Linked DNA regions of Sus scrofa: region 1 is linked to region 2. A link is a contact called in public HiChIP or PLAC-seq data. All regions are on one chromosome and are shown on one strand. Each heading gives the region's core, a stretch centred on a gene start, on an enhancer-like site or on the middle of the called end of the contact. The rest is flanking DNA. Distances are from core to core; before and after follow the strand shown.

Region 1 (5,919 bases), core at 173-2,672, 740 kb before region 2:
AGGATGGGGAATTAGAAGGGCATGCAGGTCAGAATAGCTCTGAGGGTCTGAGAGGTGCTTTTCACTGCATCACGTGTGTGCCCTGTGATGTCACACATTGAAGAGCATGTGACTCCCTGGGGAGCATCTCTCCTCTGTTGATGTCTATGGTTTCATGCGCTACCAGGGTGCCACTAGCTTCTTGGGTCCTGTGAGTGATTTAGAAAATGTGCCTCTCTGGGTGGGTGCATAGTTCAGAGCATGGGCTGGGTTTCTGCCCCCTTGGCCAGGTGCCAAGGTAGGACCGCTGAAAGAAGGCCCACAGCAGGCCTGGCAGGGTGTGCTTGACCAGAGAAGAGGAACCAAGGAGGGTGGGTTGCTGTGTGGAGGCTGGGGACTGATGTGTACCTGCATCTGCTTGTACAGCTCCTGGCCCTGGGCTGGTGCAGAGTGCGCCCAGGTTGTGCTTGCTGAAAGGATGAGTAAAAGAGGGTCACCTTCCTTTTGGTTCCTTGGCGTGAGTTTTTTCTTTGGAAGAAGATTTGGAAGTAAGGAAGAGAATGCTATGAGCCATGCAACGTGGAGGCTAAAAGTGGCAGAGCTTGACTCATTATGTCAACTCCACAGGAGATGCTTTAGAATCCTAAAAAATAACAGCAGAACTTTACTGAGTGATGAATTTCCAGGAGGCAGCCCTGGTGGTGACCCTTTTGTGATGGGGCAGTTTTATATGTCACTTTGCCTAGGCCTGAGTTTTCAGCTCTTAATTAAGTTGTTGCTGTGAAGACAGATGTCCTTAAAGTCTCAAACCAGTGACGTTCGGTAAAGGGGATCCTAGGCAGTCTGGGTGCGCCAGACTCAGTCAGTTGGAAGGTCTTAAGAGCAGAGCTGAGGCTTCCCTGAAGGAGAGGAAACCCCACCTGGGGCTGGCAGCTTCAGCCTGTGTCTGAGTTCCAGCCTGCCTTTCCCAACAAGCTCCCCTGTGGATTTCAGATGCATCAGCCAGCCCCACCATCACAAAAGCCAATTCCTTGCAACAAATCTCTTCGTATGTATATCCTGCCGGTTTTATTTCTTTGGCTGAAGCTGGGCTGATACACCTTTATATGGATTAATTTATCTAATCCTCCCAAGAATACTGGTAGAGTTCCTGTTATTCTTTCCATTCTAAACCAGAGAGGGCAAGCAGTGCCCGCAAGCAGTGAAGCCAGGACTCAAGCCTTCTCATTCCTGGGCCCAGGTTCTCCACTGCCACCCAGGAATCGCAGGGAGGGAGCCATGTCAATAGGAGCCAGCTCGGGGTAGCTGACCAGCCCGGTAAGATGGACCGGGCGGCTGTGGTTAGCTGGTCGGGACGATGTTGCAAGGGTTGTGGTGGCATAGCTACCCAGAGCAAGTCCCCGTGGCCGTCAGACTAGACTGCTTCCTCTAGACTGAGTGGGACTCACCCATTTCAACATCTCCTTCCAACAACAAACTGTCCTTTACTCTGAGTTCCCTGACATTCTGAGTGGACACAGAATGTTTCCTCAATTTTGCATTTGCTTTAGAGTCATCTCTGGTGGTTTGTTCTGTTTAAGTGTTTTCTCACAGGGTTGAGCTTATTAAAATTCACTTCAAGTTTCACTATCAATTTTTAACTGAAACTCTTTCCTTTCATTCATTCATTCATTCAAAGTGGCATTGAGTTACCCTTCTTAACAAAGCAACACCTAGCTCATCCTGAAAGTTAGGTGGTGGATCAAAAGAAATTCAAATGGCGTGGCCATGCTCCCTGACTGTGTAAATACCACAGCTGGGTGGAGATCACCCCTCAAGTTAAAGTTAAAATAAGTTAAAGAGAAATCTTTGGGGCCAGTGTTTGTGTGTCGATTTTGAAGAGTTTAAAATCATGGGGCAAACTTCTGTGGCATTTGATTTGTCTCCTTGTCACAGCTCAGACTCTGAATGCCGACCACCTCTGCTTCCGCCTGGTTCCCTGCCCGCAGCCCTGCTGTCTTGAGGAGGAATGAACACAAACAGACCAGGAGCTGGGGGATGGACCGTGTCCCTTCTAGCCAAGATTTTGGAAAATGCAGAGTGGAATGTGAGCAAAGTTAGTTGTACATATGTATCTCCGTGTCAGAGGAGGTGTGGGCAGCCAGAAATCTCAGTCTAGAGGAAGCAGAAGAAGGACAGAGACCAGTGCCCATGGCTTGATGACAGTTCCAGGGATTAGAATATGTTCATTCTTTCTGTCTCTTTGTCTCTGTGTCACTAGCTTTGCATCTCTCTTTATTGCTCTCTCTCTCTCTCTCTCATGTGTGTGCCTGCAGGCTCTTTTTTCTTTTGAAGCAGAAAAGCTGTTGGGTGGCTCACAGAATCACCAGGAAGAGGAACACGCAGACCTTCCAAAGGCACAGGAACAAAAGGAAGAACCCCAGGCAAAATCACTCCCCAGAACTACTGCTGAGGCCCTGCTGGCTCCTGGGTGTTGCCCAAAGGTACTGCGACCGTGCAGCTGCTGGACCCTGGCTGCTGCCCAGACCAGACCCAGGGAAGCTTTTCATAGACCTGGCAGGCCTCTGCTGGGAGACCTTGAGGTCACAGGAGTCCCCAAAGCACCCGCCAACTGGCTAGGTGGGGCCAGCTAGAGATAGCTTTGGGATTCTGGTTTATTCTTGGAAATAAAAGAGACAATTATGGTCAATTCTTGTGCCAGTTGGGCACCCAATGTAGGCAAAGAACTCTAATTTTGCCTTAGAACAGGAGCAGCCCCTTCTCTAAATTCCCATAGAGGTTTTAGGGGAATCTCTAACCCCTAGTGTGGTGGATGTGTTAGTGGGACATCTCCTTGGGTCTCTTGTTCCGTGGATGCAGAGTCCTCTGAAAAATGGGTCAGCCAAATGGTTCTGGAGTAGGAGAGAAAAGGAAAATCAAAGACTCAAGATAATGTGGAAAATGGAGATAGTGCTGGAGAAAATGGAGATCCAGCTGTGGGTCCCTATTTGTTTCTTCGTTTTACTTCGGACCATGGGTTTTGGGGTTTTTAAAATTTTTTTAAATTTTAAATCTTTATTTTTATTTTTTGCTTTTAAGGGCCACACCCATGGCATATGTAAATTCCCAGGGTAGGGGTCAAATCACAGCAACAGCACTGTCAGATACGAGCCCTGTCTGTGACCTACATCGCAGCTCATAGCAATGCCGGATTCTTACCCCACTGAATGAGGCCAGGGATTGAACTTGCATCTTCATGGATACTAGTTGGGTTCATTTTCCACTAAGTCACAACAGGAACTCCTTGTTTTTTGTTTTGTTTTGTTTTTTTAAAGCTAAGACCTTGACTTAAAGGAGCAAGCTGCCATAGTCCTCAAAGGTGGGAGCAGTTAAGGTGGAATGGGTGACACCCAGAAGAAGAGGCTCCAGCTCTTACTGAAGTAGGTTGCAGTACTGTTGCTGTGGCCAGTTAGCACCTGCTCTGGGAGGAGAAACTTCCAGGATCCTGGGAAATGAGTGTCTCAAAGTCTCATCCTGGAAGACTAGTCTGATCCTAGAATAGGTGAGGGGTAGCCTCTGTATTTCCCAGCCAGTTCCTAGAAGATGACCAAGAGGGACAGCAGTTGGTTTAGCCTCATGGACATCAGAGGGCTGTGTGTCCCTTGGCCAATGTGGATTTTCTGAGTTGCTTTCTCTTTATACCAGAAAACCAGACCTGCATCTGCCAGGCTTGGGGCTGCAAATGGGACCTCTGAGACCAGAGCAAAGGGGAGAGATAGCCTGAGACCTGTGGCTTTCTCCACAAAGGGAGAAGTGGCTCCTGGATGGTGGGAACTGGCTGTGTCTGGGTGGTGTGTATTGCTTGTGTTTATGCACATATATGAACGTGCGTGTGCGTGTGTGTGTACGTGTGTGTGTGTGTGTGTGTGTGTAGTGGTCAGGGGCAGAGCTGGGGCTGGCCTTATTTTTCACATACTCCAAGAGAGAAGGGCCATCCTCTTAACTCCCGGGAGCTGCAGAATATTGGAGAGGACACGTTTGCCCAGAACAAAGCAAAACCCTCCAAGGTTCTTTCCTGTCTTTGATTCTAGAAAATTACCTGCCCATTCATCTGCTTCTCACATTCACAGCCTGGCTATGTCACTGTTATTTTTCACCTCCTGGCATTTCAGCCCTCAGCCTTTCTCTTCTGTCTCTCTCTGTCCAGGCTGCTCTGCACCTCTTTGTCTTTGCAGGGTCTGCATCCCTGTGTCTGCCTGCCCCTCCCTGCGCCTTGGCTGGCTTCTCTCTCATCTGTGGCTTTTCTCTTCTCTCCTACTGGCTAGCACTGAGCAAGTGGCTGTTGGCCGTCCCTTGCTAGAGCTGAATCCTAGAGAAAAGCAGTGTTGGAGCTGATGAGTGATTTTGGCTCCGTCTGATTTCCCTCCAACTTGGTTTGAAGCTCCCCTGCAGGCCTGGGACATCTGGAGGCCGGCTGGGCTGTGCTGGGCTCACAGCTCTGGGCCCCCAGCCTCGGCATCACGCCCCCACCCCTTCTCCTGACTTGGAGTGATCTCTCCGTCCTGTCTTACAAATTGGGATGGCTCCCTGCATGTGGGCTTTGGTGACAGCCACCAGATGGCAGGGACTGGTTTTTATAGTAACTCATTAACCTCTTGCCATCCTACAATTAAGAAAGCATTTAATTGCTTTTTCCCGAGCCATCCTATGAGTGATTTGGGCAGCTTGTATTCATCACGGGAACCAATTTGCAGCTAGAGCCCGAGAGAGTGGGAACAGTGGGGTGTGGTGGGCTCAGACGTGGTGGTGAACATCCTGGGCGGCCCTGGATTGCCTTTTGGGGCCTTTGGAGGAAGGGAGCATGAGCCTCAGAAACTGCCCAACCCTGACTTGTTTCCTGCTGGGTGGTGAGTCCTGTGGATTAGCTCTGAATGCACCCAAGAGACTAGCTAGGCTTTAACTTTTAACTCACTTAACTACGGAGGCAACTAAGACCAGAGAAGTCAAGGAACTTTTCCCAAGTCACACAACTAATCAGTGGCACAACCTGGGCTGTAGCCTGAGCATTCATTTGCCACCTGGGGTACTCTAGGCTACTCCTTGCTTTGTCAGCCTTCCCTGGGAGACAGTGAACAGGGGTCACTCGCATACCCTGAATCTGCCTTTAGGTACATAACTGCCCTCGAGGTCTTTACTCAGGGACAGCTCAGAGCTTCCCTGTATGGATTAACCTACTCCTCCCAGAGAGGCTGGACCCACTCGCCTGCCCCCTGACCCCCACCCCCCAACACTGCCAGCCAGCACACCAGCAGTCTCACTGTGTCACTAGGGGTCACTGAATGTACAACTGTGACGTGGAGCTCCAGCAGCACAACTCCCATCAGCCTTGCTTAGGTGCCAACCTGCATCAGCTGACCAGGGTGAACACTGTGCCAGCTCACAGCAGAGGCCCCCTTGCCTCCCAGAGATGGTTACAGCATGCCTCCCACTCCTTTGCCCCGGCACCACCTTCACAGGGCCCGTCTCCAGGCATCTGTCTTTGCCGTGTCCTTATTGCCTTACTGTTCGTCCTTTCCCACCCTCACTCTTCTCCTACCTCCCAATCCCCCCACCCTCCTAATGGGTGGACCTTGGGTGCTTCTGCTCCATGCACAACAGATCCCTCCATACCCAGCAGGCTAGACAGGCAGACGCACCACCCAGACCCCCAATCAAGGAAGGCCTTGCCTCTGCTGCTGGGAGGGTGGTCAGCAGGCCACCCTTAGAGACTGTCCTAGCTTCAGAGTCTGCCTGGCCCACAGTCATGCCTTCCAGGGTCATGGCCCATCTGATGACTGACCCATGTGGGAGTATAAGGAAGGGTTATTTTGGTCCCATGCAGGACAACTCTGGTGGATCATTTCAGCTCCAGAGCCCCCAGGGGCTTAGCATCCCAGCTTCACAACTTCCTCTGACTTCTGT
Region 2 (5,413 bases), core at 1,974-4,473:
GCTTTGCAAATGTGCCCTGGGGGTAAAATGGCCCAGTTGAGAACTATGGCTTGTTTCCATGAGCTCCCTCATAGGGAACCCCATGCTGGTGGGGAGGCGGGCATGGGGGGCCCCTTTCCTGGTCTTCACCTGAAGTTGTAATAGGGAGGCTCCGGCATCGTGGGGAAGGCAGGCAGCGGCCCACGTGGTGCCCTAGAAATCACAGCACAGAGACGACCTCCACTTTGCCATCTGCTCCATCTTAGGACACTAACCTAGAACCCCAATCTGAACCCTTTCCAAATTTCTTGAGATTCCCAACCTCCATCTAACTTAGATTGTTTTGGGTTATTTGGTTTTTCACCCTAAACTACCAACACTCTGCCTCTTAGACTCTTATTGTTCAGTCTACAAGGGCAATAAAAAGCCTCCACGGGGTTCCAGGACATCAAATAGCTCCTTTTAAATTAGAAAGAAAGGGCAAGGGGAGACCTCTAACCTTTGTATTTTGTTACACAAGTGAATTAGACACATATGGAATATGTTTCCTTCTAGCTGGGCACTATTTTAAGACTGGAGATGGTCCTTAAAAAAAATATATATATAGGAGTTCCCGTCGTGGCGCAGTGGTTAACAAATCCGACTAGGAACCATGAGGTCGCGGGTTCGGTCCCTGCCCTTGCTCAGTGGGTTAACGATCCGGCGTTGCCGTGAGCTATGGTGTAGGTTGCAGACGCGGCTCGGATCCCGAGTTGCTGTGGCTCTGGCGTAGGCCAGTGGCTACAGCTCCGATTCGACCCCTAGCCTGGGAACCTCCATATGCTGCGGGAGCGGCCCAAAGAAACAGCAAAATGACAAAAAAAAAAATATATATATATATATATACACATACACACACATTCATAGGTTTATACATTTCTTTGCTCACGTGCCTAATTATTTCATTAGGAAATAAGGGGAGATGTTAAGGCACACTTGGAAGATTAGGGATGACAGCAAGTACACAAAGGAGATAGGACATTCTCAGCAGGGGGAAGAGCTTGAGCAAAGACCCCTAGGGCTAAGGAGCATCTCCTGGTCTGAAAATGTTGAGAGCTATAACAATACATAAGACCCTGCTTTCTTTCAAAGCCCTCCAGTTTCAAAACCACTTCCATCCATGGTGCAATATCCACCCTCTTGGATGTCCTGGGCTGTGATGTGCAGGACTCCTCCTCAGGGACCAACCAACTCTTCCAGAATCCTGGCTTATATCTAGGCAGCTGCAACCCATAGACCAATTCCTCTAAAAACCCAGGCGGCCATAAAGGGCTGGCAAATATTTTAAATTTAAAAGCTAAAAGCTATTACCTATCTGAAAACTAATATTACTGTAATTTTGGTTCATAAAGTCATATTACAGTTTCTACGTAATTTGAGACTAATGCACTAAAAAACAACAATTACTTTGGTTTTAGATGCATAGTGTAAAAACGTAATTTTTGATATCAATAACTGATAAGTAATAGGTATAGCATATATATAAAAGGAAATGAGAAGGGAATTAAAACATTTCACTACAGAAAATCCCCAACTAAACAGAAAAGACAGTAATGTAGGAAATGAGGGACACAAAACCTGTAAAGCATGTAGAAAACAAAAGCAAAATGATAGGAGTAAGCCTTATTATTAGTGATATCATTAAATGTAAGCAAATTAAACTCAACAATGAAAACGGAGAGATTGGCAGAATGGATTAAAAACCATGACCCAACATATACTAGTTACAAAAGACTCGCTTTATATTCAGACACAGATAGTTTGAAAGTGAAAGGATAGAAAAAATAGATCATGCAACTAGAAACCAGAAGAGAGTGGGAGTGCCTCTATTAATAAAAGATTGAATACAGCATGAAGCTATGACAATTACAAACATTTACGCACCTAATAACAGGCCATCAAAATACATGAGGCAAACATGGACAGAACTGAAGGGAGAAATGGACAGGTCTATAATCATGACAGGAGCTATGAATTCTTCATCTTCTGTAATGGGTAAAATTGTCAGAAGGAGGTGAGGAAACAGAGGACTCGAACAACACATGAAACCAGCTGGATCTAACAATGTACACAGAATGCTTTACATCTGACATAACAACAGAATATGTGTTCTTAAGTGCACATGAGACATCTTCCAGGATAAGACCATGTGTTAGGCCACAAATTAAGTCTCCACAGATTTATAAAAATATTATACAAAGTATCTTCACAACAAGATTTTGTTAAAAATTAACAACAGGAGGAAAACTGGAAAATTCGCAAACTTGTGGGAATCAAACAAACACACTCCAAACAACCAATGGATCAAAGAAGACGTCACCAGGGAAATTAGAAAATGTTTAGAGACAAATGAGACAAGAACACAATATGCCAAAACTTAGGGGACACAGCAAAAACAGATCCCGTTTGGTTTATTCAAAGCCACAGAGATAGTACATTGAGAATGTGGGATTTAAACCCAAGTCTGTGAGAACCAAAAGCACATGATTTTTCCATTAACTCATCATAGGCTGTGTGTGTGTGTAGAAAAAAAGGGGGAGGGGAGGGGTGAAGGAGTTTGAAAGAACAAGGGTGAGTTCTATGCTCTTACTGTCCCTGATGATGGGGGAGATGGTGCTAAGACACCGATTGCACAGTTACTCGTCTGTCTCATCCATTTTTAGCATCTGCCCCTGCTCATCAGCCGGTTTCCCAGACCAGGTCAGCTCTCCTATTACACATCCACCCTCAGAGTCCCTGTATTTCCCTTCCTAGCTCGTATTGCAGCAGTGACTCAGTTACCCATGTCATCATTTCTTCAACCCTTCTCTCCCTCACTAGACTGCCCCATGAGGCCAGGGCCTGTGTCTTTTGGTCACCACGACATCATTTTGCACTTCGCAGAGGGGCTGCAGAAAGTGGGTGCTTGGAATAATTTGTTAAATAGACAGATGGTTGGATGGATGGACACACGGATGGATGCTTGGTTGGACCGGTGAATCTCACCTCACTGGAGACCTGACATGTGCAGTGAGCCAGGGCCCCAGGCCTGGGCTCTGGGTCGAGCATCCCAGCAGACCACGACTACCTCTCTGTCCCCAAACCCTGCCCATGTGGTGAGTCATCCAGATTCTGAAAACCGCATGCTGCTTTCCACAATGAGGCTGCCCAGAAGGGCCCTTCCAGGCCTCAAGGGGTGTCAGGAAAACTTTGCTCACACGCACCATTACAGCCAGCCCCTTATCACTGCTATTTCTTTGATGTGCTCCTGGTGAGTCAGGGCTGCTCTCGCTGCCTCAGTGCTGTTCCTGTTTCAGCAGCTCTCTGACACTTTTAAACGAAAGTCGGAAGTGGCAGGCTGCGTCTTTCGGCTAAGACTGCAAACAGTCCTTTGCTTTGATTACTCTTTGATTTGATTATAAACGGACTTGGGGTTGAAAGGGACAATGATGTCAAAGGGAAGATGGTGGGACCCTCCCACCTATGGCAAAAGAAGGGAAACCATCCCCAATGCCTCCTTTTCTCGAGCAGGTCTAATGTATGCACCCCCATTCTGGTCAAATGAGGGTCTGGTGTTTCCTGACACACCTTGCACTCGCTTCCTTTCATACCTACATGTTTCCTCCTGCCCAGAGTGCCACTCAGACTCCCATCTCCACCGCTTGTGGCGATCCCATCTCCAGATCCCATCCAAATACCACACAGCCTCCTGGGCTCCACTCAGTTGCTCCTTTCTCCTCGGAGCCTCTTCTGATCACTGCGCCCCCCCCCCCCCCATCTCCTGACCTGCCTTTTCACATTCACTTCCCATATGGCGATGACTCATGTAACTCTCTAATGACGGTATGCATTTTGCAATGCTTTGTTGCAATTTCAAGGAAGAAAGCTGGGGTGTCTTGGGACAATGGCACTGGTGAATCCACCTCAGCTCTGTTCTTATCTGATCTCAGAGAAGTCATGACTCTCCATTTGTTCATCCTTGAAATTGGGGGCTTTTGGGGGATAGTTTTGAATATGAAGTAAGAGGATGGTCATAAGGCTGCTTATATAACTGTACGATGGTTTGTGTGTGTGAGGCGTGATCAGTACCCAGCATTTCCAGCATCATCACCACCACTGGCATCGTTACATTGCTGTTTCACATGTGTTACCTTCCAAACTAGGTGTGAGCTTCTCATGGTTAGGGACCCCCCTTCCCACACCTGGCACCAGGCTACACACACTGTTGATATCCAGTGGCCATTTCTTAATCAGCTGCTAAACTCCAAGGAAAACAAATCTAAGGGAGAAGAAGGTATTTGACAAAGTCTTTCAGGGTGTATCCTTTTTTACTTCCTTTGTCTAAAAAAGGACAAATGGAAAACAAGGACATTATGAAAGTCAGACACTTCCCTGCCTAACAAAGATGGTATGGGACATGTTTGCCATAGTCCCTGACCACACAAGGGCACTTCCAAATTCAGAGTCTCATCCAGCCTTTAAGAATCCTGAGAGGGCCAGGGGAAGCAACCCATTAAACAGTCAAGCAAAGCGAAGCCAGTAAAGCCAAGGGTCTCACTCACTCCACGGCAAAGCAGTGAGTCATCAATAAAATGCACCCTGTGAAGCAGGTTCCTGGCCTTGGCCTTGGCCCTTTTCACGGGGATGCTCATCCCAAGGAAAGAGAATTTCCCTGGCATTAATTGAGAGAGAAATTTTGTCATCGTCACCATTCCTTATGGTGTCCTCGCAATGACCCATCAGCATCCCCACTCTACACATGAGGAGACTGAGGCTCTGGGAGGTGCGAGATGACCTGCCAAGGTCAGAGCGAGGAGGTGGGGCCAGGCCCTCACTTCCCACTCCCCACTGAGCACAGTCTCGGCCTTCGGGCTGAGCTGCCATCCGGGCTACGAATCTCTCCCCATGTTCTCTGGTCCCCGCCCCCCTTCGCGGGAAGTTCGGGTCAACCACATCCTGCCGCGTCCTTGCAGACAAGATAATGATCCTCACCACCACCCTTCTCTGTCCCACCACAGCCCAGCCCAGAGAAGGAGACGGGCTCCCTTGACGCTGCTGCCATCCCCTGAACATCAGAGCCTCAAGAGGCCACATTCTCCGCTCCTTGGAGCGTCCTCCTCCAGAGACATCTGGGACATGTGCTAATAGTCCAAAGTCCCCAGGCCACCTCTGGAATGTGCAACAATGGGCCCAAAGTGGGGGGCCTAGGAATCTGAATTGTAAAGCCTGCTCTCATTTGATTCAAAGAGTTAACCCAATTTATTGAAACAAAATGTCTTTATTAAAGTATAGTTGATTTACAGTGTTCCGTCAGTTTCTGTTGTACAGCGAAGAGACCCCATCATACATATGAGAAAAAGAATGTATATGTATCTTTGTGGAATCGGTGTCTTTAACCAGCACCCTTCATCCTTCA

What was found. HiChIP or PLAC-seq counts read pairs in DNA pulled down with a chosen protein or histone mark.
Region 1: a contact with region 2 is called in an H3K27ac HiChIP or PLAC-seq map of alveolar macrophages. The contact joins two enhancer-like sites. A contact is called at or near these places in 2 of 2 datasets of contacts at active chromatin or transcription factors (alveolar macrophages and skeletal muscle).

Annotation. Positions count from the first base shown.
Region 1 is chr1:168,273,849-168,279,767 of Sscrofa11.1, reverse strand. No RefSeq gene overlaps it. Among named protein-coding and RNA genes, the nearest start is that of UACA, 180 kb to the left of the region's middle. Within about 2 kb of position 1,422, at least 4 of the 83 cell types and tissues checked have an H3K27ac peak or open chromatin away from gene starts, as enhancers often do. A contact at or near this core is called in alveolar macrophages, where this site is marked.
Region 2 is chr1:167,536,686-167,542,098 of Sscrofa11.1, reverse strand. It overlaps LOC100626276 (a long non-coding RNA gene), which reads right to left. Exons shown (of 3, transcript XR_131319.4): 3 at 882-5,413. Among named protein-coding and RNA genes, the nearest start is that of RPLP1, 240 kb to the right of the region's middle. Within about 2 kb of position 3,223, at least 22 of the 83 cell types and tissues checked have an H3K27ac peak or open chromatin away from gene starts, as enhancers often do. A contact at or near this core is called in alveolar macrophages, where this site is marked.